Regions from separate parts of the Sus scrofa genome. Here region 2 is linked to region 1. Evidence: chromatin contacts called from public HiChIP or PLAC-seq data. All regions are on one chromosome and are shown on one strand. Each heading gives the region's core, a stretch centred on a gene start, on an enhancer-like site or on the middle of the called end of the contact. The rest is flanking DNA. Distances are from core to core; before and after follow the strand shown. Region 1 overlaps STXBP4 (syntaxin-binding protein 4). Region 2 overlaps MMD (monocyte to macrophage differentiation associated).

Evidence for each region. HiChIP or PLAC-seq counts read pairs in DNA pulled down with a chosen protein or histone mark.
Region 2: an H3K27ac HiChIP or PLAC-seq map of skeletal muscle shows a contact between it and region 1, with 5 times the contacts expected there. The contact joins two enhancer-like sites. A contact is called at or near these places in 2 of 5 promoter capture datasets (fetal liver and liver) and 1 of 2 datasets of contacts at active chromatin or transcription factors (skeletal muscle).

The regions. Positions count from the first base shown.
Region 1 is chr12:31,278,546-31,286,127 of Sscrofa11.1, forward strand. The region is part of intron 1 of STXBP4 (syntaxin-binding protein 4); the gene reads left to right. Among named protein-coding and RNA genes, the nearest start is that of STXBP4, 5.2 kb to the left of the region's middle. Within about 2 kb of position 4,911, at least 8 of the 83 cell types and tissues checked have an H3K27ac peak or open chromatin away from gene starts, as enhancers often do. A contact at or near this core is called in skeletal muscle, where this site is marked.
Region 2 is chr12:31,694,367-31,701,948 of Sscrofa11.1, forward strand. It overlaps MMD (monocyte to macrophage differentiation associated), which reads right to left. Exons shown (of 7, transcript NM_001044595.2): 7 at 1,483-3,395. The coding sequence ends at 3,195. Among named protein-coding and RNA genes, the nearest start is that of MMD, 25 kb to the right of the region's middle. Within about 2 kb of position 4,220, at least 5 of the 83 cell types and tissues checked have an H3K27ac peak or open chromatin away from gene starts, as enhancers often do. A contact at or near this core is called in skeletal muscle, where this site is marked.

The DNA of each region.
Region 1 (7,582 bases), core at 3,661-6,160:
GATCACTTCAGTTATGGAGTGTGTCCTTTCTCCAAGGGACTTTCAAGCAAATAACAGATACATAAATAAGGGAATTTCAGATAACAATCAATACAGTGTAATTGACAAACAAAACGAGGGAAAGTAAGGGAAGGTCTTTCTGAGGATTTGACATTTGAGCCTAGTCCTGAGTGATGATAAGGAGCAGGCTACACAATGACAATTCCAAGCCATGCAGAGGCCCCAGACAAGCAAGAGTTGGTTACCACTGAAGAACAAAAAGACCAGTGTGTTCCTACCATTGTGAGCAGGCAGGAAAAGTGGTAGGAAATGGGCCAGAGCAGGTATACAGGGACCAGATAATAACAGCCTTTTAAGCCATGTCCAAGAGTTTGGATTTTATTCTAAGAGTCATTGGAAACATTGTAAATCAACTATAATTTTAAAAAATAAAGAAGTAATAAGCTGTCAGAGTTTGAAGCATACAATGATATCTGATTCACACTTTTTATTTTTATTTATTTATTTTTTTCCTTTGTTAGGGTCTTACCTGCAGCATATGGAAGTTCCCAGGCTAGGGGTCAAATCAGAGCTGTAGCTGCTGGCCACCACAGCAACGCCAGATCTGAGTCTCATCTGTGATCTATACCACAGCTCACAGCAATGCCGGATCCCTCACCCACTGAGCGAGGCCAGGGGTCCAACCTGCATCCTCATGGGTACTAGTCGGATATGTTACCACTGAGCCACAAGGGGAACTCCTTGATTCACACTTTTCAAAAGATCTTGGCTGTGATGTGGAGAATGGGTTTAAAGGGGAGCGAGCAAAAAAGAAGACACAATGATTAGGAGGCAGTTGCATTAGGCCAGCTGAGTGATGATGGTCACCTTGAGTGAGCTATTGATTAACTTGTGGTCACACGGGCAGAAAATTACAAAGCCAAAAAAAAAGTTCAAGTATCTTCTGAGTCTTCTACTTTGGCACAGAAATTTCAAGATTCTGTGATTCTACAAACATATTTCTGTTTTATTTTTATTTATTTATTTATTTTTCTTTCTTTTTTTTTTTTTTTTTTTTTTTTTTTTGTCCTTTTAGGGCCACACCCATGGCATATGGAGGTTCCCAGGCTAGGGGTCTAGACTGAGCTGTTGCCACTGGCCTACACCAGAACCACAGCAACGCCAGATCTGAGTTGGGTCTGTGACCTACACCAAAGCTCACAGCAATGATTGGATCCTTAACCCACTGAGCGAGGCCAGGGATCGAACTTGCAACCTCATTCTATTCCTAGTCTTGTTCCTAGTCAGACTTGTTCTGCTGCACCACAGCAGAACTCCTTATTTCTGTTTTATGAGAATGTTTGAAAATCTTTTTTGTCTGTATCTCCTTTTGCTCTTACTCCAGATTGGCATTTCTTTCAGGACAAGACCTGTCATATTTTAAATTTCGTACAGCGTAGACTTAAACCCTATATAAACATTAATATCACTGACAGCAACAAAACATTCCCTTTAACCATTCTTTTTTCCAGGTAACCCTTCCATGTAGCAACAGGTAGTAGCATAAATATATCAATAAAAATGTCTTTGTTTTGGACTCTCTTATTTTATTTTGTTTTGTAACCGCAATTGAAACTCCCCCTTTCCAAGGAACTATATAATCTTGATAGTAAGAGAGTAGTGTTGGCTGCATTTCTTGTGAGCCTGAGTATGCTTGTGATGTGGCATAAATCATTATGATAATTAATGCTGAACGATGAGTTCTGTCATGAATGGAATGGGAGCGCCTCAGGCAAGGCTTGTATAACCCTGTTCTTCAGGTAAAAGTGTTGATTACAAACTTAAAACATCAGGGGTTGGACTGACATTTCAGACTCGCCACCTTTAATTTGCAATATCATTTTTAGCAGTAAATAATTAAACTTTGCGAACCCTTTCTAGTTAGCTATGGTCATGTCTGGTTTTACACAGTAGGTAAAATGGGGTTATCGTTTTTCACAGAAACCATTTTGGGGGGTGATGAGTGAGCAACGTGGGTAAAGGTAGGAAAATAAGGAAAAATTGGAAAAAAATAGTCTGATAGTCACACAAGGTCTTATCTGATTATTGGTTTTGAAACTTTCTGAAGATGTAAGGATTATAAACATGTATTTAAAATTTGGTTTGTAATTATATTTTTTAATATTTTTAATACATCATATAAGTTAAGGACAGTGCATCCTAAATCTTATCAGTCACTGAAGTTTATTTCTTAGCTGGTTGCCTAATAAAGCTATTAGATCCACTTGTCAATATGAAGTACCTAATTATTCCAACAGTAGTAACAACTGTTTATTTGGTAAGTATTTACTACAGTACTTTCTTTGTACCTAAAAGAGGAAGAGTAATGCATTTGAGTAAACGGTAAGATCAAGTGAATTATAGTTTGCTTGAGAATGGACTGGATAATCACTGTTTTCCAATTAGTACACAATAATAGCTTAGGTTGTCTCAGTAAGTCTTGATATCCTAGTTTCTTATTTCTTTTTTTTTTTTTTTTTTTTTTTTTTTTTTTTTTGCCTTTTTCTAGGACTGCTGCCGCGGCATATGGAGGTTCCCAGGCTAGGGGTCTAATCGGAGCTGTACCCACCGGCCTTTGCCATAGCCACAGCAGCGCAGGATCCGAGCTGTATCTGCGACCTACACCACAGCTCACGGCAACGCCAGATCCTTAACCCACTGAGCAAGGCCAGGGGTCGAACCCACAACCTCATGGTTCCTAATCAGATTCATTAACCACTGCGCCATGTCGGGAACTCCTCCTAGTTTCTTATTTCCAGGCAGCTTCCTTTAAACCACTTTTTTTTGAGAAGCTACTCTATATAAAAGATTGTGAATAATTGTATATACTAGGAACCATGAGGTTTCAGGTTCGATCCCTAGCCTCGATCAGTGGGTTGAGGATCTTTTGTTGCTGTGAGCTGTGGTGTAGGCTGGCAGCTGTAGCTCTGATTAGACCCCTAGCCTCGAATCTCCATATGCCGAGGGTGTGGCCCTAAAACACACACACACACACAAAAGATTGTGAATAATTTGATATGATTGACAAAGTAAAACGAAAACAGAAATCATCAGTAGAGGCATTTTTTTTTTTTTCCCAAGTAACATCAGGACCAGGGCCAGCTTCATGGTATGTGACCTATTCAGTCAGCACAGAAGGCTGTACCTTTAAAAAGGCCCCTCACTTAGTTGGACCCTGTACTTGGTTTAATGCTCTATTATCACTACCTTGAGTAATTATCTTAATAACTTTGTTTTTTTATTACTCAATGAATTTTATGATCATCACAACCCAATTTCATAGCATTTCCATCCCATACCCCTAGTGTATCCCCCTACCCCCCATCCTGTCTCATTTGGAAACCATAATTTTTTCAAAGTCTGAGTCAGTATCTGTTCTGCAAAGAAGTTCATTGTGTCCTTTTTTTAGATTCCACATGTAAGTGATAGCATATGATGTTGGTGTCTCACTATGTGACTGACTTCACTTAGCATGATAATTTCTAAGTCCATCCATGTTGCTAAAAATGCTGGTATTTATTTCCTTTTAGTGGCTGAGTAATATTCCATTGTGTATATGTACCACAGCTTCTTTATCCACTTCTCTGTTGATGGACATTTAGGCTGTTTCCATGTCTTGGCTATTGTATAGAGTGCTACAGTGAATATTGGAGTACATGTATCTTTTTGAGTCATGGTTTTCTCTGGATAGATGCCCACGAGTGAGATTGCTGGATCAAATGATAATCCTATTCTTAGTTTTTGAGGACTGTCCATACCGTTTTCCCCAGTAGCTGCACTAATTTATATTCCCACCAACAATGTAATAGGGTTCTATTTTCTCCACACTATCTCCAGCATTTATTGTTTGTAGACTTTTTGATGATAGCCATTTTGGCCAGTGTAAGGTGGTAGATCATAGTGGTTTTGAGTTGCATTTCTCTAATAATTAGTGATGTTGAACATCTTTTCATATGTTTTTTGGCCATCTGTATGTCTTCCTTGGAGAATTGTCTGTTTAAATCTTCTGCCCATTTTCTGATGGGGTTGTTTGTTTTTTGATAGTAAGCTGCAGAAGGTGTTTATAAATTTTGGAGATTAATCCCTTGTCAGTCTCTTTCTTTGAAAATATTTTCTCCCATTCTGTGGATTGTTAATAACTTTGTAAACAGGGGGCCTTGCATTTTTCATTTTGTACTGCCCCCCCCCCACTTATTATATCCCAAATGAACTGACTGACATTCTGACCTAATTCAGGCTAAGGTACAGTCAGTCTGCCTTGAAAAAGTAGAACTTAAAGGTAAGAGATGAGGTAAAGGGCAGATTCAGGTCTCCTGAGAATAGTCGGGTTGTTATGAAATAAAATCAAGCAAAAATTCACCCTCCTTGCCATGACCTCTAAGAATCTAATTAACCCTGCCTACTTCTCTAACTTCATCTCTTCTCTCTCCCCATTCACCACGCTCTAGCCACGCATTTTTGTTCTGTAAACACGCCAAGTTTTTTTTTTTTTTTCTGCCTTGAGACCTGTTCTCTGCCTGAAAAACTTGGTCTCTCAAATTTTTTTTTCCTGGCTGACCTATTATTTGCATCCTAGCATTTAACTCCTCTGTCCAGTTACATTTGATTATTTTACCTTACAATATCTGAAACCTAGTTCACCTTGTTTCTTTTTAAAATTATCTTTCTTCCAACACTGGCATGTAGATACCATAAAAGCAGAGGGCTTGGCTTGTTCAGCATAATTTCATAAGCACTTGGCATAGTACATGCACGTGATTGTACTGAGCTGAGGATTGGCAAGCAGAAGGCAGTCAGGTAGTCCAAGGAGTAGTGAGCTGTTCTGGAAGCTTAGGACTCCTTCTTTGAAGCAGTTTTCTGTTGTTCCTCTCAGGGTTGGGCTGTGGGTTATAAGTAGATGCTGCTTGTCTACCTCCAAGACAAATGAGTAGCATTCCTGAACTGCTTAGAGTCTTGAAAGAAAAAATGCACCACCAGGGGGAATATTGCCTTTGGGCACAGAATAAAGAAGATAGTAAAATAACTCTTTGACTGACCTTTTATATCTTGATTTCCTGAAACTTTCAAGCTATTTTAAAAAGATTAATGTCTAGTTCAGGGAAGGGAGTCATCCCTGACTTATGCCAATGTTCTTAAGCAACCCTACGGTTATATAAATAGCTGTTGCTATCTCGAAGAATTTTCTGTTGTCGTAAGTGTATAAGTTGTCACAGTTTCTAAACGCTGTTACTTTTGTGTGATACTGAGTCTGTAAGTCTAACTTTACAACAAGAAATATTTACATTTTTAATATTAGTTCCAGTGAATTTATAAATAGCAGGCACTTCTAATTTGTCAGTCCCAGAGTCCAGACAGATAATTTATTGGGTGGCCCTCCTTCTCCCTTGAAATGATCTTAGTGTAAAATTTCACTAGACAAGCACTCTTTATCCCCCACTTTTTATTCCTCCCAAATGACCAGACTGCAGGTTACCCCGTCTTATTCATGAACCAGATTGATCTTATGAGGGTCATGCACATTTGATAAAGGAAATCCTCCCCTTGAAAACATTGGGGGTGGGTACTTCTAGTTTAGGATGAAATAGAAATTTTAGTTTGTTGAGGCAAAAAAGAACTTTTATGAATGATCTTGTTATTCTACCTGCCAAGAAACTGGGGAGCAGAGTAGTTAAATGGCGGCACAGAGTTACATGGCTCCTGGGCAGCAGAATTGGAACTTAAACTTGGATGTCTTAGCCTTTAGTGGACCAGTCTTTTTCCAATGCAGGGCGATTTTATTATATTGTATTGTATTGGTCTTTTTGTCTTTTTAGGGCCACACCCGGGGCATATGGAGGTTCCCAGGCTAGGGTTCCAGTCAGAGATGTAGCCACCAGCCTATGCCAGAGGCATAGCAATGCTGGATCCAAGCCATGTCTGCAACCTACACCACAGCTCACAGCAACACCAGATCCTTAACCCACTGAGGGAGACCAGGGATTGAACCCTCGTTCTCATGGATGCTAGTCAGGTTCCTTAACCACTGAGCCATGGTGGGAACTCCTGCAGTGCTCTTTTGAACATAAAACCAGGGGCAAGGAGAGTTCCACAGTGTTTCTTTTTAAATGGACTGTGGCAAGTTAATTTCAGAAGAAATTAAATACTGTTGATAATTATGAGCTTCCTTGATGGGTCTTATTTCTTTTTAAATTATAGTAGGATGCAGTTCCCTTGTAGTGTAGCAGGTTAAGGATCTGGCGTTGTCACTGCACTCGCTCAGTTTGCTGCTGTGGTGCAGGTTCGATCCCTGGCCTGAGAACATCCTCATGTCACAGGTGTAGCCAATAAATAAATAAATAAATAACAGCAGGAAAAGGTATGTTTTATTTATTTTACTGCTTGCCAATTTGCTTACAAGGGAGTAGTCATAAGATGTTATTTAAAGCATATAGCCAGTTTTCTTGGGTAAACACCAGATCTATGTTGTTTTCTCTTTCAACTTGTAAAATGTACTGATAACTTAACAAATGGAGGTAAAAGAAGAGACTGGCATAAGGGGAATATGACTGTAAAGGAGAGAGAACTAGAATGAACTAATCTTATATACTAGATGCCAAGAAGGAACTCTCAAACTTAATAACTAAATTTTAAAATATTTTTCCTTTATCAAAATGATATGTCAAAGTATACATCCTCATTGTGAAACATTCAGAAAATAAAGAACGATTTAAAGAAGAAAATTAAAAATAACAGTAAATAGAAAATGACATTCTGTCAGTCATTGTTTACATTTTAGTGGATATTTTTTCATAAATGTAATTTTAAAAGGCGAAATTATTCTATACATTGTTTTTAGCCAGCTATTGTTTTTCATCTAATAATGTACTGGGAACTTCTTCACAAATCAACAGACATGAAGGAATAGATCTATGTGATCATTTTTGGTGACTGTGTAGTATTATTGCATGTGGGTATACTAAAAACTGTTTAACCAGTTATCGATTACATATGTAGGTGGTTTCTAATGTTTTGTCATTATTAACTTGTTTGTAATGATATTTATGAATTAAAAAATATTTTTATGTGCTCACCAGATCACCCCTGCCACCTGTAGAGTTTTAAAGGCAGCATATGGATGTTTCTGGGCCAGGGATCCGGGGTCGAATCCAAGCTGCCACAGCTGTGGCAACGCCTGATCCTTAATCCACTGCACCAGGCCAGGTATCAAACCTGTGCCTCAGCAGTGACCCAAGTCGCTGCAGAGACGCCAGATCCTTAACCTGCTGCACCACAGCAGGAACTCCTCAGTGTCAAAATTCTGGATTTGGATTTCCCACTGTTACTGATACCCTGTCTCCTCAAATGCCCTCATTAAGACGATTTTGCCCTCTCACTTTTACTAATCCTTTCTTCCCCTATTATTTATAATTGATTATTAAACGTGCTAAATTTTTACTTTTATGAGCTATTTAGCAAATACCAAAAGCCATTACCTAATGTCCTTAGATTCTTCTGAACTTAGCCAAATCTTCCTATTTGAACATAAAATCAAGGGATGCCCTAT
Region 2 (7,582 bases), core at 2,970-5,469, 420 kb after region 1:
GTAGGGTCAAAGGGGAGGGTACCATTCACTGGGCCTAGGTGGCACTGGTGGAGGCTTGGACCTAGAAAATGCTTCCAGGGCAGGGGAAGTGTTGGGGTAAGGGCATTCCAGTTTCAGGAACAGCAGGTACCAAAACAGAGTTACAAAGCCACCATGTGCACAAGATGTTGGGGTGGGGCTGGCCTGTGGGGTTCAGCTGAATCAGGGAGAGGAAGATCAGGAAGAGTGAAGAGGCCACAGGAAGGTGATTGGCCTACGTTGTATAGGCTCATAGTCAGTGGCAGTTTTGAAGCAGGGAGAGACTTTCAGGAAGATAACACTGGTAGCAGTGTAGAGGTGTGACCAGTGGCAGGAGTACAGATGAGAAGGGGCTGCAGTAGTCTGAGGATTGCTACCTGGGCTTTTTAGGACCCTGCAGTGGGAAGGAGGTGAGGACCTGGACTGGGGAGCTGGGCCTGAGGTGGAGGTGGCAGCTCTGGCTAGCTGGTTGGATCTGGGGGGTGAGAAATGAAGGATGGATAGATGACTGTGGCTATGCCATTAACCAGGATAGGACACTTGAGAGGAATGGATTTGGTGGGGGAATAAGGATGAGATAATGAACTCAGTTTGGGACCAGGCGAGTGAAGTGTGCTGGGCTGTGTGGGAGTCACCTGGGCAGTTGATTAGAGGTCTGGCTTTCAGATACCAGTGTAAGACTGCAGATAGTGATAAGGAAGGTGACAGCACAGAGGTTGCCAGATGCTCTAAAAAGAGATGAGTTACCCTGGTGGAGCAGAGGACAGAGTTCTTGGGAATAATAATGCTTCAAGGCATTCAGTCTTCTAAATCAGACTTGACAGAGGTTTGCCTGAGGGTTTATGGAGACTGTGTGAATCTTTGTTTCCTTTGCCATGTGCATGCCTGACAATTTTCAGTTCAAGTTTTTCAACTCATTTGTTTTTGCTGACATGCTGTGGTACAAAGTGAATAGGAAGTTTTGGAACTGGATGGACCTGGGTTCCTGCTCCTAGATCCCTGGCCAAGGATGAAGCAGTGGAAGTTCTCTGACTCTGGTTCCTGCTGTGTAGAAGAGGGAGATGAAACCTAACACTCACAGAGTGTTAGCTTTGCAACATGATACGTGCCTGCTTGCTAACATAAAAACATGTAACCCCAGCCTTACAGTATGTTATATAAACTAAACCAAAAGGCCTCTCTGTGACAGACACATCATGTATAAAATTTATAATCTTTAGGCCCTGACAGCATATTTTAAACTGAAAATTGTGGTTCGGTTTTCATGTTTGCACTGGTTCTGGTAATTCAACTATTAAAAAGTGGACTAGAAAGCTCTAGATGACAGGGCACATTTGTCTTCTCACCCTGACTTTAAAAAAAAAAAAAAGGCTAGTATACAAATGACAAATACTAGATGAGCTCAAGCTTTCAAAAACGCATTATCATTTTCACAGTCATCTAATTTAGAGACAGTGGAACAAATCCAAGTAACAATTTTATTTTAGTCTACAGCACAATTTTTTATATACATTTTAGTGGTTTTTGACAGTGTTACTTTAGAGCAGACTTCAAATGAATCCACAAAAGTTAATATATTAAAAATTAAATATACACAATAAAACAACAGGCATCCAGATGTTCAGAATCATGCAGAAGGGGTGGTCTGGACGGTGTTATGACTGGGTACCTTGCCTATTTAAGAATTCACCAGCAAAAAAGCAGTTCTTCTGTTCTTCTTTCCCATGTAATTTACCAAAGTCAGAGATTTCTAAACACACACACAAAATAAACCCTCATTTAAAGCCACATCAGTACAATATTTCAATTAATTGAATTTGATATACTGTCAAGCCAACAAGTCCAATGATCAAACCCATTACTGGAAAACAGGCTATCAGCACCTGATATAAAGGCAAGGTTATCTCATTTATTAAAACACCACCAGGAGATTAACCAACAAAGCAACTGATATGTTAATCTTAATATAAGACACTGAGGGAAAACCAAAAACAACATATTAAATACCACTCCACTGAGTCAGGATACAACCCATGGACTACAGGCACATGAGTTTTTATCTGCCAAACAAGGCTTTAAATATTTTTTTTTATGAAAAAGAAAAAAGTATATCAAGAAATGCAAAGGAAAGGTAGAAATGTGAATTTATGCATCTAGTTCCACAATTTAAAATGAATATCAAACTGATAATGTACAGCTAAGTGACAATGACTTAACCATTAGGCACCAAACAGGCATGACCACTATTCTCTGTAATCAGAATGCTCTTCAGGAGTTTTCTATGGATGGCCAATCCAACAATACTCTAATACAGACTGAATAGGCATCCGCTGTTGAGAAAAGACCCTGAAGAAAACATGGCAAAGGCATAGAGAAAAGGTTGAATCTTTTGAAAAAGTTTATATCAAAATACTTTTCCATCACTGGGACACCTAACTAGGTCAAGTATATGACCCAAAGCAGCACGGAATTCGGAGTCAGAGGTTGGCAGAAAAGTTTTGGAAAACTTGCAGTTTTTAAAAATTGGCAATTTCTCCATGCTTCACAAAACTATCAGAAGAGGTATAATGTTTGTTCTCTTGTGGAATGTTGACAGCTTGCTGCAAAAATTCACATGAATGAGGAACCGCAGAGATGCGCTTCAATGAATTATTTTTTTAAAAAATTTACAAAAAACTGAAGTTTCTATTTTAAAAAATAACCACGTTATGCCAAGATGAAACATGGTAAAAAGTAGTGTAAGTTCTGTCCATGATTCTTTACACGGCTAATGGGAAAGTGATAGAAATCATTTTCTCTTAAAAAGGAAGTTTTGTTATTGCACTGACTTTTACAACCTGACCTGGTAATTTAGAAAAATCATGTAGTAAAATCTGTAAAATTAAAATACAAAATTCTGGTTTGTAAACATCAGCTGGCCAAGCCTATCCAGAGTCCTTCATAATAGTGGAATGGAATGAATAATTAAGTCACAACTTTACTTATTTGCTGTGAGGGGGAAAACTCCAGAACACAGCTTTTGTACTTTCACAGTAATTATATTCAAAAGATATAAAGAAAGTCAGTGCAGTTGTCTTCTTTGTTGTTTTTTCCTCCGTGCAGTTTTCAGGTCTGACCTCACTCTTTTAAGTGCCATAATTGAAATAATACTGGTTTGGAGACCTAGTACAGATTGGTCATAAATGTCGCATAAAGTCTGTAGGGCTTCGGTAAAGATATTTCCAAATGGCATAGTAATGCACTGCAGCTGCCGTGGCCACAAACAGGTGCCAGATGGCATGGGCAAATGGAATGATGCCATCGCTCTTGAAGAATACAACTCCCAGGCAATAAATTAAGCCCCCACAGGCAAGTTCGTGGAGTCCGTCAGTGTTATTCTGTCAACAGAGGAAAAAAATAAAAAGGTTTTGATGTTACTCTGATGTGACAAGCTAAAGAGATCACTGCAATTCCCCCTAAGCCTCCTAACTGTCTAGACAATGAAGTAGCTCTGCGTAGACAGAACCCTGACCTGTAAACATGAACTACACTTAAATTGACCTAGATTACCCTCTGGATCAGTGTCTTGACCTGACTGAGCGGTCAAGTTACAGGTCCCATGGTAAAAAGTGGTACCTCCTGCTCATTTATAGCAAGTTTAAGCAGACTGTGATTGCATCTAAAATGAATGATAATTTGTTTTAATAAAGTACAGTCCTCGGCTTTCATCTTCCCGTTTAAGAGCTTTTTTTCCCTACTAAGGCACGCCCACACCACTCCATTTATAATCCACCTCTCAGCCTGGTTTCCACTCCTTTGTCTTCCTCAAACTCTGTTCTACACTAATTACTTTTCTGAGACTCTCCCCCTGCTTCGGTGAGCTTACTGCTTCTTCATGGCTAACACAGGAAAATCCAGCTAGGAGTGACCTCTGAGACCTGAGACCACATGGCATATTTCCTAACTTTCTGGATGTTCCCAGGCCTTTTTGTCTTTGCACCTGGGAGTTTCTTAGCTTAGCAGGAAATTAACAGCCTTGTGTGTTTTAGCATAAAAAGGAGAACGCGTAGACTACTTTTGGTTTTCAAAGACCTTGGCCCATTTATAAGATTAAAATTGGGCTGTATGAATGAGAGGGGAAGAGAACAGAGGCAGGCTTAGGAAGCTGATAGAGAAACAAGTTGGGATTCCTGGAGACTAGGAATAGAAAGGTATCAGGTTCTGTAGGGTGAGTGGAAACTTAAGCCAGATTGTGGCATGGCCTTGGATGGGGAGAGGTGTATGGATAACCTAGAGGACTGGGCACTGGGTGGCTGTGACTTTGGGAGCCTTGGAGCAGATCCCCGTGGCCAAGTTCAACAGGGAACATGGGGAAGCCTCGTTGTAACCACTTGCTTGAAGGGTCCCATGGGCCTAGGCCAGAGCAATGGCAGTCACGGACGATGTGTGCCAAGAACCAGGCCTGAGGATCCAGGGCCAGGGTGAGGATCTGCCGTATTTTTCAAGTTCACATAAGCACCATGGTTTTTGTAATTTTCAAGTTCACATAAGCACCATGGTTTTTGTAGGATAAAATAATGAGGGAAGGAGCCAATTCAAAATGACAGATACCAGATTTCTCATTAACCTCGCTAAGGTAGGACATCAGCCAGATTTCGTTTTCCTTAAAAAGGAAAACAAGCAAAACAAACCACCATACACACTCATTATTTCCTAAAGGTTACAAAGCAATTGATATTCTATAATTATACGCAATTCTCTGTGTATGTGTATTAGGGGCATTTTCCTAAGAGAGGAGGTTTTCATGGGATTCTCACAGGGGCATCTACTCCTCAGTGAGGAGTCACTCAACTAACTCCTATTGATTGATTGATTGATTGACAGATTGACTGCTTTTTAGGGCTGCACTTGTAGCATATGGAAATTCCCAGACTAGGCATCAAATTGGAGCTACAGCTGCCGGCCTACAGAGCAGCCACAGCAACGAGGGATCTGAGCTGTGTCTGCCACCTGCACCACAGCTCATAGCAACGCCAGATCCCCAACCCACTGAGAAAGGCCAGGGATCGAACCTGCATTCTCACGGATCCTAGTTGGGTTCCTTAACCACTGAGCCACGAAGGGAACTTCCCAAACCTCCTTATTTTAGATGAAGACACTAAGAAGGTCAGAGAAACGAGTAACCTGAACAAAGTCACACAGCTGCTCGATGCCCCAAAGACACTGTTCCTTTTTCTTCTGCTAAAACAATATATGAGAGACCAAACCAAGTGCACAGGCTGGTTCTGACACACATTCTGTTAATAGACGGTTAGTTCTTCAGGACAGCACATCTGCTTTATCAACCCTCAAAGAACAAGAACATAGTTAAACCTAGAGCAAACAAAACCAGCTATGTTTTCTTCATTATCAATGTCAATATGTTTCTGTGTATCAGGCCCTGTTTGAAACCCTCATTTAATATTTCAGTATTATTTTAATCTCAACTTTATAGATGAGAAAGCCAGAACACAGAGAGGGTAAATTACTTGCCCAAAGCTATGAGGCTTTTAAGTGTCAGAATCATGATTTGAACAAAGAACCAAGGTGGTCTATCTCCTGAACTTATGTTCCTTTTTTGGGGGGGGGCGGTCATTTAAAAAACAGATGATTAATTTACACAGGGTAATGCATAGATCTTAAGTGAACAGTAAGAGTTTTGATAAAATGCACACATGTATGTAAACCATTCCACCCCATCAAGATACTCACGCTCATGTATCCTAACACCCCACAAAGTTCTCTGATGCCCCTTCCCCATCCTGGACAATCCCGTCCACCAAGGCAACCACTTTTCTTATTGCTTTTACCGCAAACTAAGCTTGTTCTAGAACCTCACATGAATGGAATTATACTCTATGTACATTTTTGTGTCTGGCTTCATTTTTTTGAAATGAACAGTGTACAATGTTTTTGAGATTCATGAATGTGCTACTGTGTACCAAGTCATTCTTTTTTTTCTATTACTTAGTATCCCATTGATTTATTTAACATCATTTGATTATCCTTTCCATTTGAGGGGTATCATGAATAAATTTAATATGTATATTATTTTACAAGTCCTTTTGTAGATACATGCTGTTGTTTCTGTTGGATAATACTGCTTGAGTCATAAAGGTATGCTTAATTTTATTTATTTATTTATTTATTTTTTGGTGCATCTGTGGCCTAAGTTCCTGGGCCAGAGATTGAACCTTAACCACAGGAGTGACAATGCCAAGTCCTTAACCTGCTGAGCCACCAAGGAACTCCATTTTTTAATCATAAACTGCTAAACAAATTTCAAAGTGGTTATACCATTTCAAACTCCAGCAATGAACTAGGGTTCTAATTATTTCACATCCTTGCTGATATTTGGTGGCATCAGTCTTAATTTTAATCATTCTGTAGGGGGTGTAGTAGTGGCATGCTGAGGTATTAATTTTCATATCCCTGACTTCCCTGATGACTAGTGACACTGAGAACTTATCCAAGGGCTACTGGATACTTGAATACCTTTTTCTTTGTCAAGTGTCTGTTGAAGTGTTCTACTCTTTTTTTTTATAGAATTAGCTTTTTTACTACTGATTGGGAGTGCTTTATATATTTGAGATACATTCTTTGTCGGATATACACAGAGAAAACAAATATTTTCTCCCAGTCTGGGGCTTGACTATTCATTTTAAAGTTTATTGATCTTTTCTTCTGCAGTGTCTCATTTGTTGTTCAACCCCTCCAATAAATTTTTTCTTAACATACAGTTTTTGGATCTAGAATTTCCATTTGGCTCTCTTTTTTAATAGTTCCATTTCTTTCCTGAGATTCCTCATCAGTTTACTCCTTGTGTTTTAAAGTTCTTGTATGCTATTTCAACATCTGCCGTCTTTTTTTTGTCTTTCTAGGGCTGCGCCCGTGGCATATGGAGGTTCCCAGGCTAGGGGTCAAACTGGAGCTAGAGCTGCCAGCCTACACCACAGCCACAGCCACAGCAATGCTGGATCCGAGCCACATCTGCGACCTATACCACAGCTTATGGCAATGCCGGATCCTTAACCCACTGAGCAAGGCCAGGGATCGAACTGAGTCCTCATGGATGCTAGTCAGATACACTTCTTCTGAGCCACAATGGGAACGCCATCTGTCATCTTTGGATCTGTTTTTATTGATCTGTTTTTCCTTAGATATTTCCTATTTCTTATCTAGTAATATTTGTTTGGATAATGAATGCCAGGTTGTTAAAGAGTATAGCTTTTGTTGTCTTCCTCAAAAGAATGTTGGGTTTATTCTGACAGGCAGTTTATTTACAGGAGGATTACTTTTGACCTTTTGAGGTTTCTGGGCTTTATTACGGCAGTGCCAGAGCCACCCTCACTTAGAACCAGTGTAGCTCTTCCGGCCCCAGTATTCTGGTGGGGTCAACAGAATACTGAGTTGTTCAGCATGGTCACTCTATTCCGGCTGGTATCTCCCAGCGTAGGATCCTTCTGGAATCTCCATTTATCTCACAGCCTTCCAACAGCTATTCTCAGCCAGGGCTCACAGAGTCTTGCCCTGAACAAATGCAGCT